Regions from separate parts of the Ovis aries genome. Here region 1 is linked to region 2. The links are chromatin contacts, called in public Hi-C maps. All regions are on one chromosome and are shown on one strand. The core of a region is the stretch at or near the end of the contact, and the rest is flanking DNA. Distances in the headings are between cores, read along the strand shown. Region 1 holds the start of IFIT5 (interferon induced protein with tetratricopeptide repeats 5). Region 2 holds the start of FAS (Fas cell surface death receptor).

What was found. Hi-C and Micro-C count contacts between places; a contact is called where the count stands out from the background.
Region 1: a contact with region 2 is called in a Hi-C map of muscle, with 2.8 times the contacts expected there. The contact joins the promoter of IFIT5 here to the promoter of FAS in region 2. A contact is called at or near these places in 2 of 16 Hi-C or Micro-C datasets (muscle and skin fibroblasts).

What each region holds. Positions count from the first base shown.
Region 1 is chr22:10,904,056-10,910,129 of ARS-UI_Ramb_v3.0, reverse strand. It overlaps IFIT5 (interferon induced protein with tetratricopeptide repeats 5), which reads right to left and starts at 2,362. Exons shown (of 2, transcript XM_027960580.3): 1 at 2,186-2,362. The coding sequence starts at 2,190. LOC132658444 (a long non-coding RNA gene) reads left to right here and starts at 2,438. Exons shown (of 2, transcript XR_009598097.1): 1 at 2,438-2,500; 2 at 4,241-6,074.
Region 2 is chr22:10,505,180-10,511,597 of ARS-UI_Ramb_v3.0, reverse strand. It overlaps FAS (Fas cell surface death receptor), which reads right to left and starts at 4,108. Exons shown (of 9, transcript NM_001123003.1): 1 at 4,072-4,108. The coding sequence starts at 4,101. It overlaps LOC132658442 (a long non-coding RNA gene), which reads left to right and starts at 3,663. Exons shown (of 2, transcript XR_009598094.1): 1 at 3,663-4,156.

The DNA.
Region 1 (6,074 bases), core at 1,113-3,612, 400 kb before region 2:
TCTTTATCGTGTTTTAGACATACTTCTTTAGACATACTTTGGACATACTTCTTCCTAACCTGAACATATCAAGTTCAAAGACTTTTACGCTTGTTTTTACTCTACTTGAAAAGCTCTGTTCCCAAATCCTTGTATGACTAGCTCCTTCCTTTAACTTGGCTCAAAAATTCCCTATCCAAGAGGCCATCTGTGGCAAAGGTATCTAAAATCATCCCCCCTATTTGTCACTCTCTTAGCCCACTACACTATTTTATTTTCCTTATAGCTCTTACCACCTTCTGAATTATGTTATTTATTCATTCATTTTTGGTTATTTACCCACTTATTTTTGGTTGTCTATTTCCCCCATTTAAATGAGAATAGGGACTTTGTTCTGGTTTGATTTTTTTCACCCGTGTGTCCCCAGAATCTATGATTTCAGTATATAAGAGGAGCTCAATAATAAATACGTGCAGAGTGAATGAATGAATGCAGTTATATACTGGTACCTCCTGGCATTTTCAACCCAGAGGCATGAGCCTAGCATTAAAAAAAAAAAGCCCCTGAATTTCTGATGAGGGAATTCCTGCTAGTTCTTTCCATCCTGCTACTGGTTCCAAACTTTCTGCCATTTCAGTCTTCCCTATCCTATTTGTTTTTCCATCTTGGCATGCTGTCTGGCTCTCTGTTTACATTTTGAAAGTAGGTTTTGGACTAAGGTCCTAAGGTCCTGACTGGGAAACATGGTATGACTGTCCCTTGGTGGTTCCTTTCTCTGGTGTAAATGCACCAAAATCATAGGCAAGACATGCCACACCCTTAATAGCCTGCTCAGATCCACAATATGGGCTTACCAGCCTCTGCCCATCCAGAGTGAAATGAACATCTGCCTCTGCCCAAGGCGGATGAGGAGGGAGGGCTGCCCAGGGCTTGTCATGTGGCTGAGATCTCCAGGGGACATTCAGTCAGCCATGGAAGTGCCTTGCCTACACTCTGGAATTTATGCACAACCGGGCACTATGACAAATTTTACTTTTTCAACTCTACTTACTTTTTTAACTTTGTCTCTGGGAAGCTGGGGAGAGAGGCTATTGTGTCTGAAGAAGCAACATTTATCTTTAGGCAATTTTGTGTGTGTGTGGTGGGGAGTTGTTTTATTGTGTTTGTTTTTTTGCCAGGGAGGAGCAGTCTTTCCTTTTCCTTGGTAGACAGTGCCCAGTGGGGTTCACCCCTCTTCTACCCATCCACCAGACACTCGCAGGGCACCACCGGCCTTTTCCTCCCTATACCTCCCACATCCCTCCTTTCTTACAAAGGGTAGAAGTAAGGCATTTATTAAACATTTTTAAACGTAACAAAAGTCAACATCTGCAAATATATGAGCTGGGCATTCAGCAGCAACCGTTTCCACAGTCCTAAGAGATGGATGCCATCACGTTTTACAGACAAGAAACAGCTTCACCGAGTTGAAGAAACTTTGCTTTGGGTTACCCAACTAGTAGGTGGTCCGAGTCAGGATTTAGAACAAAAGGCTGTAAGGCCTGCAGAGCCCACCATCTGAACCTCCTCAGGCCTCAGCTTCCTAAATGCAGACCGTTCACCATCCCCGTGCAGGGTAGGGGACCAGATGAAAAGGGGTCAGCCAAGGACCCCCACCACAGGCCAGTCTCGGAAACGGAGAAAGCAAGCCCCACAAAACGGGGGATGGGGTGGAGCCGGAACAATGTGTCCACGGTACAAAGGAGGGGGGAGAAGTCAGACCCAAGAATCAGAAAGGCAAAATGGCAGAAGCGGACGCGTGTGACGCGGGGGCCGCGGCCTGCGGGGACCTGCACCGCAGAAGCTCCCGCACCGGCCCGGGGGCGGCGGCGACCGGAGCCGCAGGGAAGTGACAAGTCCCCGGGGCGCATCGCCCCTGCCCCCCCCCCCCCGCCGCCCCCCGACTCGGCCCGAGAGTCCGATCGCGGATGCCTGGGACGTGCCGGAAGGGTCCACTCGGCCACCCTCCCCGGCAGGCCCACCTTCAGCCGCCCCGGACCCGGACCGGGCTCCCAGGCGGGGAGCGCCCCCAAAGCCGACGCCCGGCGGCCGGGCTCCGGGGCTCGGCTCAAGGGCCGCAGCGCTGCCCTGCAAACGGAACACGAGAGAAAGGCGTGTAAATCAAAGGCCACAGGGAGCTGGGGAGGGGGCGGGGAGAGGCCCTTACCTCATGGCGGCAGGGCTCTGCTGCGGTTCCGGGAGGTGCAGGTCCCTTCGGGCTTTCTCCTCGCCCTCCGCTCCTTTGCGGCTGAGCGGCGGCGCGCGGGCGTGGGCGTGGGCGCGCGGGCGCGCGGGCGAGGTGACCGCAGCGCGAGGCCCGCGCACGGGGGCGGCCGTCTTTGTTAAAGGGCGGGAGCGGGAAAGGGAAACTAGAAAGTGAATCTGATCCCCGACTAGGCGGAGTCCAGCTCCGGGAAACAGAAACTTCTGGAAGAGCTGAGTGGGGGCGCCCCCCGGCCGGGCTGAGGAACCGCTGTGAGAGGTGTGCGCAGCGCGGGGACGTTCTGGGTGGAATTTGCAGCTGGGCCTTGAGACCTTGGTCTTGGCTGCTCAGCTGCCTTTTTGAGTCCACGTGCCTTAGCTTTTTGCGGGGTGGTTGTTATTTGTTGGATTTTTTTTTTTTTTTCCCTTAGCTAAGATGACTAGAGATATTTCAGCGTTATTTTTGTTGGGTGGCACCCGATGCGCTTTATAGCTTTGTGCATCCTAGGCTAAAACTCAAGTCTTGACTCAACAAACACAAGTGCAATGCCGTGCACTTGTGCCGTGATTTTCACTGGGTAAACCTAGAGAAATTTGGGGGCCAAAACGTGTATATATTCAAAATTTTGGTAGCTATTCCAGGTTCGCTTTGCAAAGAGGTTTTTATACCCCACCCACAATTCTATGAAAATTCCCTTCCCTTCCATGCCCTTGACAACTGAGCTTCCTATAGTAAGGTCCTATAATACTATTATAATAATCTATAGTAAGGTCCCATCTTTATGATGGGGTTGGCTTCCCCTGGTAGCTTAGATGGTAAAGAATCCGGCTTCAATACAGGAGACCTGGGTTCGATTCCTGGGTAGGGAGGATCCCCAGGCGAAGGGAATGGCAACTCACTGCAGTATTCTTGCCTGGAGAATCCCCATGGACAGAGGAGCCTGGCGGGCTATGGCTATAGTCCATGGGGTCACAAAGAGTCAGCGTTAGCAGTGCAGAGTCTTAGCCACTGGACTACCAGGGAAGGCCCCTCAATAGGTTTTATTAAACGACTGCTAAGAGCTAGACATTGTTCAAGGCCCTGTCAGTATAGCCTGGAATAAATCAGACAAGGGACAAGCCCTCCCCCCTCCTCCCCCCTCACACTGTCTGATGCATTTTATTCCTGATTATGCACAGGGTGGAGATAATTCTCAAACTTTGAGAAAAGTGTTCATCGTCACAGAGTTTAAAAGGCACAAGTTTATCACTTTTATGCCTTGGCAAAATGCCGTGCTAGGCACTTTGTTTTTCAAATGAATGGACAACAATGTACAGTTTTTGCTAGGTGTCTATTAGTTTAAATAATGCTGACTTTGGCTTTGCAAGAAAAGGGGCCTTATACCTAAAGCCAGTTCTTGCTCCTTCAGAATTAAGTTAAGCGTGGCTAACTAACAGTGTAGGTCCAGAACTGCAGTTAGCTGTGCATTTGTGATTTTGTTACACTTGTTTGTTTGGAGTTAATTTCTAGTGTGAGAGGTGAAGGTAAATAACAGAATATTTTATGTCAGATTGTGCTATGGAGAAAAAGTAGAGAGAGGGTTGGTGTTTTGCTGTTATAAATATATTGGGGAGGAAGGGTTTGAGGTGGGGGAAGAAGTGAGCACTGTGGATATGGGGTCAGGGAAGAGCCTTCCAGACTGGGGAAACAGTAACTGCAAAGGCCTAGGGATGGAAGCATACTTGGCATGCACAGATGGCATCGTTGGAGTGGAGAGGGCAGGGAAGAAGTCCTAAGAAATGAGGTTGGGGAGGTAATGTGGATGTGGTGGGTCTGTAGGCTATGGTAACCTTTAAGTGGGAAACCACATTTTAGAAAAAGTACTGAATGGCTTATTTGGAGGTACAAAGACATGCCCAGAATTTCCTCCTTCCTGAAGATTTACAATATTTAATAGAGCTCTGTTTGAAAAAATTTCCAGTGTGTTGATGGTGTTTTTTTCTTCCTTGTTCCTATTTCTTTCCTTTCTTTTCGCTGTAGCTGGGCCGAGAGATAGTCTTTGGTTACCAAGGTTTGAATGAACAGCAACTAAACAGTAAGTGATAAAAATCAAAAGAGGAAAAAAATCCGATTATCAGCTTATATTGTTTAGGATTTCAGATTCAGAAAGACTAAAACGATCTGTAAAAAGTTTAAAGGAATATGCATGATCAGGATTGAGAAGAAGAAAAGACCCAGCTGTTGAGTAGGTGTTGAACATGCTGAATTTATTAGGTGGAATTTGAATATCAGTATTTTTTTCATAACTTGTCAGATTGGGTAAATTCATGGGAAAATTAGCAGTGTATTGTCTTCTGAATTCTTATCAACCTGTAAAACACAGCAACTGGAGAAAAAGAGAAATAGAACATGAAAAATGGCAACTAATAGAAAGTCTGCTTGGGAAACTGAAAACTTAGAAACTCTTCCAAGGTACAGATCTAAGCCGGAGTTTCTCAACCTTGATGCTATTGACATTTGGGTTGTGGGAAGCTGTGCAGTGCATTTTAGGATGTTTAAGCAGCAATCTTGCACCTATCCACTAGATGTCAGTAGCACGCTGCAGTTATGAAAAACAAAATTAACTCCAGAGATTGCCAAACCCAACTTTTTTTTTTTTTTTGCCTTCGGGGCAAAATCTTCCTCCTTTCTCTTCCCCACAATTGAGAATCATGTAACACCCTCATGTATATACCTAATTTATTTGAATTAGTCTTCACAGCCCAGGCTGCAAGAGATAAAAGATGGACTTTAGGTAGGAGAGGAAAATTAGAAATTAGATCACAGAAAGTCAAGGGTGGTACTGGAGTTCAGGAAGTGGCCTGGGTGAAAGAGTTGATATCCAGGGCAATAACAGAGAAGGCTTACTCCCTTAAGCACTGGCTCCAAAGTATACGTGGCTGGGTCTGACTGGGGGCAAGATCCAGAGCTATGGACACCGACTGAGGGTGGGAAGTTCAGGCTGGGGCGTGCTGCAGGGTGGAGGCTCTTAGCCCCTATGTAGTCCCCGTTCTGGCAGCCTCAGGAGAATGGAGACATTGGTTTCAGGATGGTCCCCAAGTGGGTGGATCCTGTGGTGGTGTGTAGACAGTGGTTATCAAGGACTTAGACGGGGGCACTTACAATAGTAGTGAATGGCCTGAGCTAAGGTTTGGCCTGATTTAGGGTACATGAGAGACATTGCCTGGGCACTCAGGGAATTCTAAATAAGGACAGTGAATGACTGAGGTTCTGTCAGTCATTTACATGGGAGTAACAAGCTCCTAAAATTCAGCTGTCAATTTAAAGACTTCTTGGTAATGCCTGGAGATACTCATTTGTAAATTCGGCGATAGTATTTTCAATACCAGAGAGCATCTCTTTTCCTGGATTCACTGCTTGCTTTTCTCTGCAGACGTCCAGGCTGTCCCACATTTTAGTTTTACTGAACTCCCCAAAGGGCAGAGATGTCTTCCAGAGTTGGGAAAGATGGGAGAGCGAGATGATTGTTAGAGGTTGTTAAACACAATAAGTACATGTGATCTTTGAAGCTTGTCAAACACATATCACACAAACACACTGCATAATCCAGAGATTTATTTTGCCTTAAAGAGCTCTGCTTTCTGGGTACAGATGATGTATGACAATATTGGGGAAGAGTTACCTAATCAAAAATTGACACTTATCCAATAACTATTTGATTTTCATATTTCTGACCTGGGGGAGTTGGCAGTGGGTAGACTTATTTTAGTACCTTTAGAGCCTCCTTCCTCAAACACAAGCACTTTGAGTCGTGTTTCTGTTAATAAACCTCTTGTTTTAGTGATAGATTGTGAAGATGGCTTCTGTGTAACGC
Region 2 (6,418 bases), core at 2,859-5,358:
TAGGACAGCCTGACATTAATGACTTCAAAAAAAGTTTATCTTAATTTCCCAAGTTTATCCCAATTTCCCAAGTTTATCCCAGTTCACAGCTTCACAATACCTACATATAGTAGTTTTGCTTGCTTTGCTGGGCTGAGTACATCTGCTGAAAGAGTTTGTAGTCAGACTGCTAATTTATAAGACTAGCCTTAATCAAAAGGCATTATTTCATACAAAAGTTACTATCATCCCCCACTTAGTGGGTCTCTAGCCAGGTGTCCAACAGAGCAATGGCTGCTGTTTCTAACTGGTCCATAGATGGGGATGGCTCAGCTGCACAAAGCTCATTCCAAATCAAGAAGGGAACTGTGATCAAAGAGGAGAACCAGCCCATTTCCTTCTGAGGAAGGTGAAGTTAACAGTCTTACAATAATTAACTTTCTAATTTGAGTCTTACTACTCATACTCTCACATCAAAGAAAATAAAAGTAGGCAAGTACATTTGAATTATTTGTTCCTGTTTAAGACTGAATGGAAGATACTCAATTGGTGTTAGGGATCCAATTACATACAAAGCAAAGATACACTACTTTATTTCATTTTTGTTTATTTATTTACTCATTTTATCTGTTTCATTTAAAAGCAAAGGTCTTCCGGGAAATGAAAGGACTTATTAAGTATTAAATGCAATTTTCCCACTTTTGTAAATAGATACACAGACATAGCAAAAAGAATACACTACTGTCCATTAAGGTACTTATAATGATTCTGCAAATAATTTTTTGGTAACAAGCTATACATGTTATTACCTTTATATTATTACTTTTCATCATAAGTCAATAAGTCTTTAGTACCTATTACAAAACATGTGCTCATTTAAGGGACTTTTGGAACCCAAGATAATTTACCAAAATGTACTTAACTCATTAGGGGTTTTCAAGTGGGGGATTTCCTTTTTCAGGTTTTTGATCATCTCTTAGAAAGTGATTACTCCTTAGCAGTTGTGGTATAGTGCTAGTAGCCTTCAGAGAGGTTCCTTTGAAATGCTGACACTTCCACTCTTAGGAACTATTTAGAAGTAAATTACTTGTTTAGTATTCCAAAAAAACTTACTTAGAGACAACAACAAAAACTTGAGTCCTCTTTGCCTCTATCTCACTTTTCTCCTTCTATAAACTCAGTGCAGGAAGAAAAACTGCTTTCTCTAAATTAAACTCTAGTTTTGCCACTAAGGGTGGTAACTGTATTATGGAGATAGACAATAGAAGAGTTTTCATTCATCTAATTGAAGCTAGCGGTGAGGGCCCTGAGAATCTTCACATATCAATTTCATTTTTGCCTCCCAATCTTGGCATCGTTTACCAATGTGTGTTTTTACATGCTGGTTGTTAATGTTTTAAATTACATTTCATAATATTTTATTCAAAAGAATTTTCAAGTCCACCATGAGATAAGGAAAATCTGCTAAAAACAACAATAAATAGAAACACACTACAACCTATTTCTTGCTTCTTAGCCTGGCTTATGGAAAAATTATTAAATTACAAATTAAACAACTTTATTTCCTTTATTTCTCCTCAAAGCTCTCCTGCATGATTACTTTAAATACACCGGTTTCTTTTTCAGCTGCCCTCTCCTTTCCCTTGCCCATAATTTCGAAAACTCCAAGAAATAAAGGACAGGAAAATGGCTATCTAGTAATTGCCTAACCATAGACCTAAATAGCATAAAACAAAAGCTATCAGAGCTATGTGCTATTAAAAGAAGCAGCAGCAGTGCTCACAGCTATTTCTCACACAAATTTCTAAAGTAACTGCCTTTTCTTCTGTATCCGAACGACACCCAGAAACTGAGAGAAAACTAACTTCAAGAGGGAAGAAAGAAGGAAAGAGGTAAAGGATGGGATATTTGCTGATGATAGATCACACTAGAGATGAGAGGACTAGAGAAGAAAGAGGGAAAAAGCAAGCATGGCCGCTCCCTCCCATCCCTTTCCAGTCCACTGACACGACTGAACCAAATTTGCTTGTGTTCCATGTAGTTAGCACTCACGCCCTGGTTTAATTCATTTGCGACTAGTAAGTAAGGCCCACTAAGTGCTCGATCATAAAAGCAAGCATTTTCTGAGACACACAAGGTGACATAATGGTGTGGAAACTTCTTTAAGAATAGAGGTGTGATGCTGGGCCCCTGATGGGGGCAGGGCAGGATTCTGTGTAACCAAACTGAAGAGTCATATTAGAAAAGGGAAATAGAGGATATACTACCAAACGTAAACAGGACTGTCTGTGATGCAGTTATATCAGATTTTTTTTCTTTCTACACATCTATATTAACACATTTTATTCAATAAACATTCACTTCTGAGGTTCTATATCATATAACAATAATAAATGAATGTTTAATATATATCATATATTATAATAGATATTACAATATGCATATACAAATAAATGTAAATCTGTATTTTCACATGTGTGTGTATGAATACGTATGCATTCTTTCAGAAAAGCAGTTTCCTTGGTGTTTTAAACAGGCACCCCTGGTAGAGACGCTATAGTATCATAAAAGTAAAGTGTAGCTCTGGGCTTTGATAATTTTGCTATACGAGTTAGAATTGTAGTTCCTAGAACTAAGAGATTGTCAAAGCAACCAAGACTGCAATAAGGCAGTGGTTCATGATAAGGAAGAATGTGATTTGAGGTTGTATAAATGGTTTCCCAACTTTGAATCTCAAATTTTCTCAAAGAAAAGTTCTAAAGGAGCCCAAATATCATACATTACTTCCAAAAGGACCAGGGGGAATTTTTTTTTTTTCCAACCACAAGACAGTTCCAGACATCGATTTTTTTTTCTTTTCCACTCTTGGTGTCATCTGGATATAGGTGTGGTCGACACCCCCACTCCCACCCCCCAGGCTTTGGAATGGGATCTAAATTGGATTTAAATTCAGTCCTGCCTCTTACTGTTTGGACTCGACTTAGGTAAGCTGTCTGAACCCCATTTTGCCATCTGTAAGATGGAGATACTGCGCAGCTCTGCGAGAATTGACGGAGATCATACTCATAAACATTCCTATCACACTGCCTGGCACATTGATGAGGCCCAGCAAACAAGAATCCACTGGTTTTCAGAGAGTTCGGAGCTCAAATGAACCCCTTGAGGCCAAGGTCTTCGATCAGCCATCACCAAGCCGGGATATCTGAGGTAGGGACTCTCCAAAAGAGGTGGATGCGGCTTACGCTTCTAAGCCGAGTTCAGGCTGCTCAGCGCGTGCGCGGTGGCAGCAGGTACCACCGCCTGAGCAATGGGGCCAGGGTTACCTCCCGCCCCCGAGTCCGGCAAGCCTTGAAAGATTAAAAAAAAAAAAAAAAAAAAAGGAAGAGAGAGAGAGGGAAAAAAAGGGGCGGGGGGCAAACCTGAGATAGTGACTCACTCTCAAGGAGAGGGATTCCCGGAAGGGAAACAAAACAGTTTCTTTTTCTGTGTAGCAGTAAAAAGGTAAACAAGTCTCTTTAAGGCGCATTCAGTCCCAAGATAACGTTTTCAAGAAAGAAACGGTGCGCTCCCAAAGCCTCTGGTGTAACCACTGCCTCGAGGCTGATTTATTCCCTAAAGTTGGGAAGTGTTGGAAAAACTTGTATTATCCATTTCGAGACTGCAAGTTCTCACCGCCCCGAGGCGCACACGTTCACAGCACAGCCTTAGCGAGACAAGCAAGGACTTGTCCAGAAGACCCTTTCCTGCCCCAGACGGGGCTCTCCCTGCAGCGACCCCCAAACATCCTCGGCGCCGGCCAGCCCCCCGCGCCCACCCCCTCGGCGCCGCAAACCGCGTTCCCAGGGGGCACCCAGAGATGTTCCTCCGGCCTCGAAGGCTCGCAGCTTCGCATCGAGCCCCAAGAAAAAAGAGTAGCCTGGTTTCCTAAGACCTCGCCTCAAGAGAAGTCCTAGCAGTCAAGCGGAGCTAGCGGGGCAAAGGCCGGCCAAGGCCGCCGCCCACGCGCTCGTCCCCCGGCCGCCCGCAGAGCGCGTCCCGCGCCAGCCCAGGGCCGAGCTGGGAGAGGCCCTCGCCGAGGCAGAGGCGACTCACCAGTGACAAGTGAACCCAGATCCCGGACATGGCTGTGGAGCAATCTCCGAAGTGAAGGAGCCTTTCCAACTGGCACCAAGGCGAGGTACGCACCCGGGGAGTAGTGAGCCCCGATTAGCCCCTCCCCGAGCTCCAGCCGGCCTGGGAGAGTGCTCCCCTCCCGGGCCCGCCCCGGGCGCTCACGCACAGTTACTCTCCGGACGCTTTCCTCTTTCTCCGGCAGCGTGTCTGAACACCTGTTGGTAGCTCTTTTGAAAAGACCAAAAGTAACGTCGCCGGGGCCAGGGGGTGGGGGCTGGAGGAGGAAGCTTAGCTGGGGAACGCCCGGGTAGGGGAGGGCGCCTTTGATTCTGCAACCCTGCGCCTGGAGTTGGGGGTGGGGTGGTGGAAGGGGTGTTGAGTGGGGAGCGGGGAAAGAGCCAGCGTTTGTTGCACAAACGGGCATTTCCCGTTGGGAGCGTTTCCGCAGTCTACTGGCATGCTCGGGTTCAGGGAGGACTAAGGTGCAGAGCGCACGCGTCTTGCTCGGAGCAGGAGCCTCGGCTGACTGCTGCGATTCCCAGAGCAGACCCAGCCTTGGCTCAGCTCCGTGTGCCGCGGTGGCCACGTTAGAGGCTCACAGGAACCCCGGACTAGTGCCTGTAGTGGCAGTGCTGTGGGGATTCCGAAGAGGGAGGACCCTCTGTATTTTATTCTCACGAGGAGTACAAAGCTAACTCCTAAGACGAATCACACAGCTCCAGCTACATGATTAAAAGCTTACAATTACTTCTCCTCCTTTATTACTCATTATTTCCTGGGCAATTTTCTTTATTAAAAAAAAAAAGTATACTTTAGTGCTTTGGTTAACAGCTCGAAGTCATTATTGTTTTGGAAAAGTTGATCCGTCCGGTTAGCCAGTTTGCAACAGTTTTACAGGAGGTTCGTATAATGACATCCTTCATGAGCGTGAATCTGAAAGTAGTTGGTGAGCGGGGAACCGCATCCTCCGCGAAGCTCTGCACCTGCGCTCTGTTGCCCATCTTCCCTGTTGGCTGTATCCCATTAGGAACACTCTCCTTTCCCTCCCTTTGCCTGCCTCATTCCTCATCCATGCGGATCCTTCTCTGAAGACGTTTTCAAGACATTTTCGTTTGGGAGATCTTCCTGGCTCCCAACGCAAGGTTAGCAGCTAAATGCTTTCCTCCTAACTGCTTTCACTCTCCGTTTGCTGCTCTGCCCTCGTGGCCCTGTCTTACAGCTGTGGACTTACCTGTCCCCTGCTTCACTGCCCAGCAGATTATTAGTGCCATGAAGAAGATCCTAGCTGGCCAGTCCTGCTCCTACAGTTCCCAACCCAAAACGGACACAAAGAGAGGTGGATGGCGGGGAGGTTGGGGAGAGGGGTGTAGACGGGCTGGCGTATGGAGACTCTGTATTATCTTTGCAACTTTTCTGTAAGTCTAAAACTATTCTGAAATTAGAAGTTTATTGAAATTTAAAAAAAATCATAACAAGGAAGGGAGGAGAGCAAGACAGCTGACAAAATCAGCATCTCTTGGATTTCCCAGGTGGCTCAGACTGTAAAGCGTGTGTCTACAATGTGGGAGCCCTGGGTTTGATCCCTGGGTCAGGAAGATTCCCTAGAGAAAAAAACGGCAAGCCACTCCAGTACTCTTGCCTAGAAAATCCCATGGATGGAGGAGCTTGGTACAGGCTACTGTCCATGGGGTCGCAAAGAGTCGGGCCCTTCTCCCTAATATTTGCCATTTTAGCCCAGTGAGGTAGCTAATTATTATATTTATTTATAAAAAATTGTAGCTGAAAAAGTTTAAGCAATACTGACAGTTTGATTAGTTAGTAAGTAGTAGATTCAGGAGTTAAACTTCGATATTCTTGCTCCTAAGTCCTTGTTCTTTCTCAGTTCAGTTCAGTTCAGTCGCTCAGATGTGTCCGACTCTTTCGACCCCATGAATCACAGCACGCCAGGCCTCCCTGTCCATGACCAACTCCCGGAATTCATTCAGACTCGCGTCATCAAGTCAGTGATGCCATCCAGCCATCTCATCCTGGGTCGTCCCCTTCTCCTCCTGCCCCCAATCCCTCCCAGCATCAAAGTCTTTTCCAATGAGTCAACTCTTTGCATGAAGTGGCCAAAGTACTGGAGTTTCAGCTTTAGCATCACTCCTTCCAAAAGAAATCCCAGGGTTGATCTCCTTCAGAATGGACTGGTGGATCTCCTTGCACTCCATGGGACCCTCAAGAGTCTTCTCCAACACCACAGTTCAAAAGCATGAATTCTTCGGCGCTCAGCCTTCTTCACAGTCCAACTGTCACATCCATACATGACCACTGGAAAAACCATAGC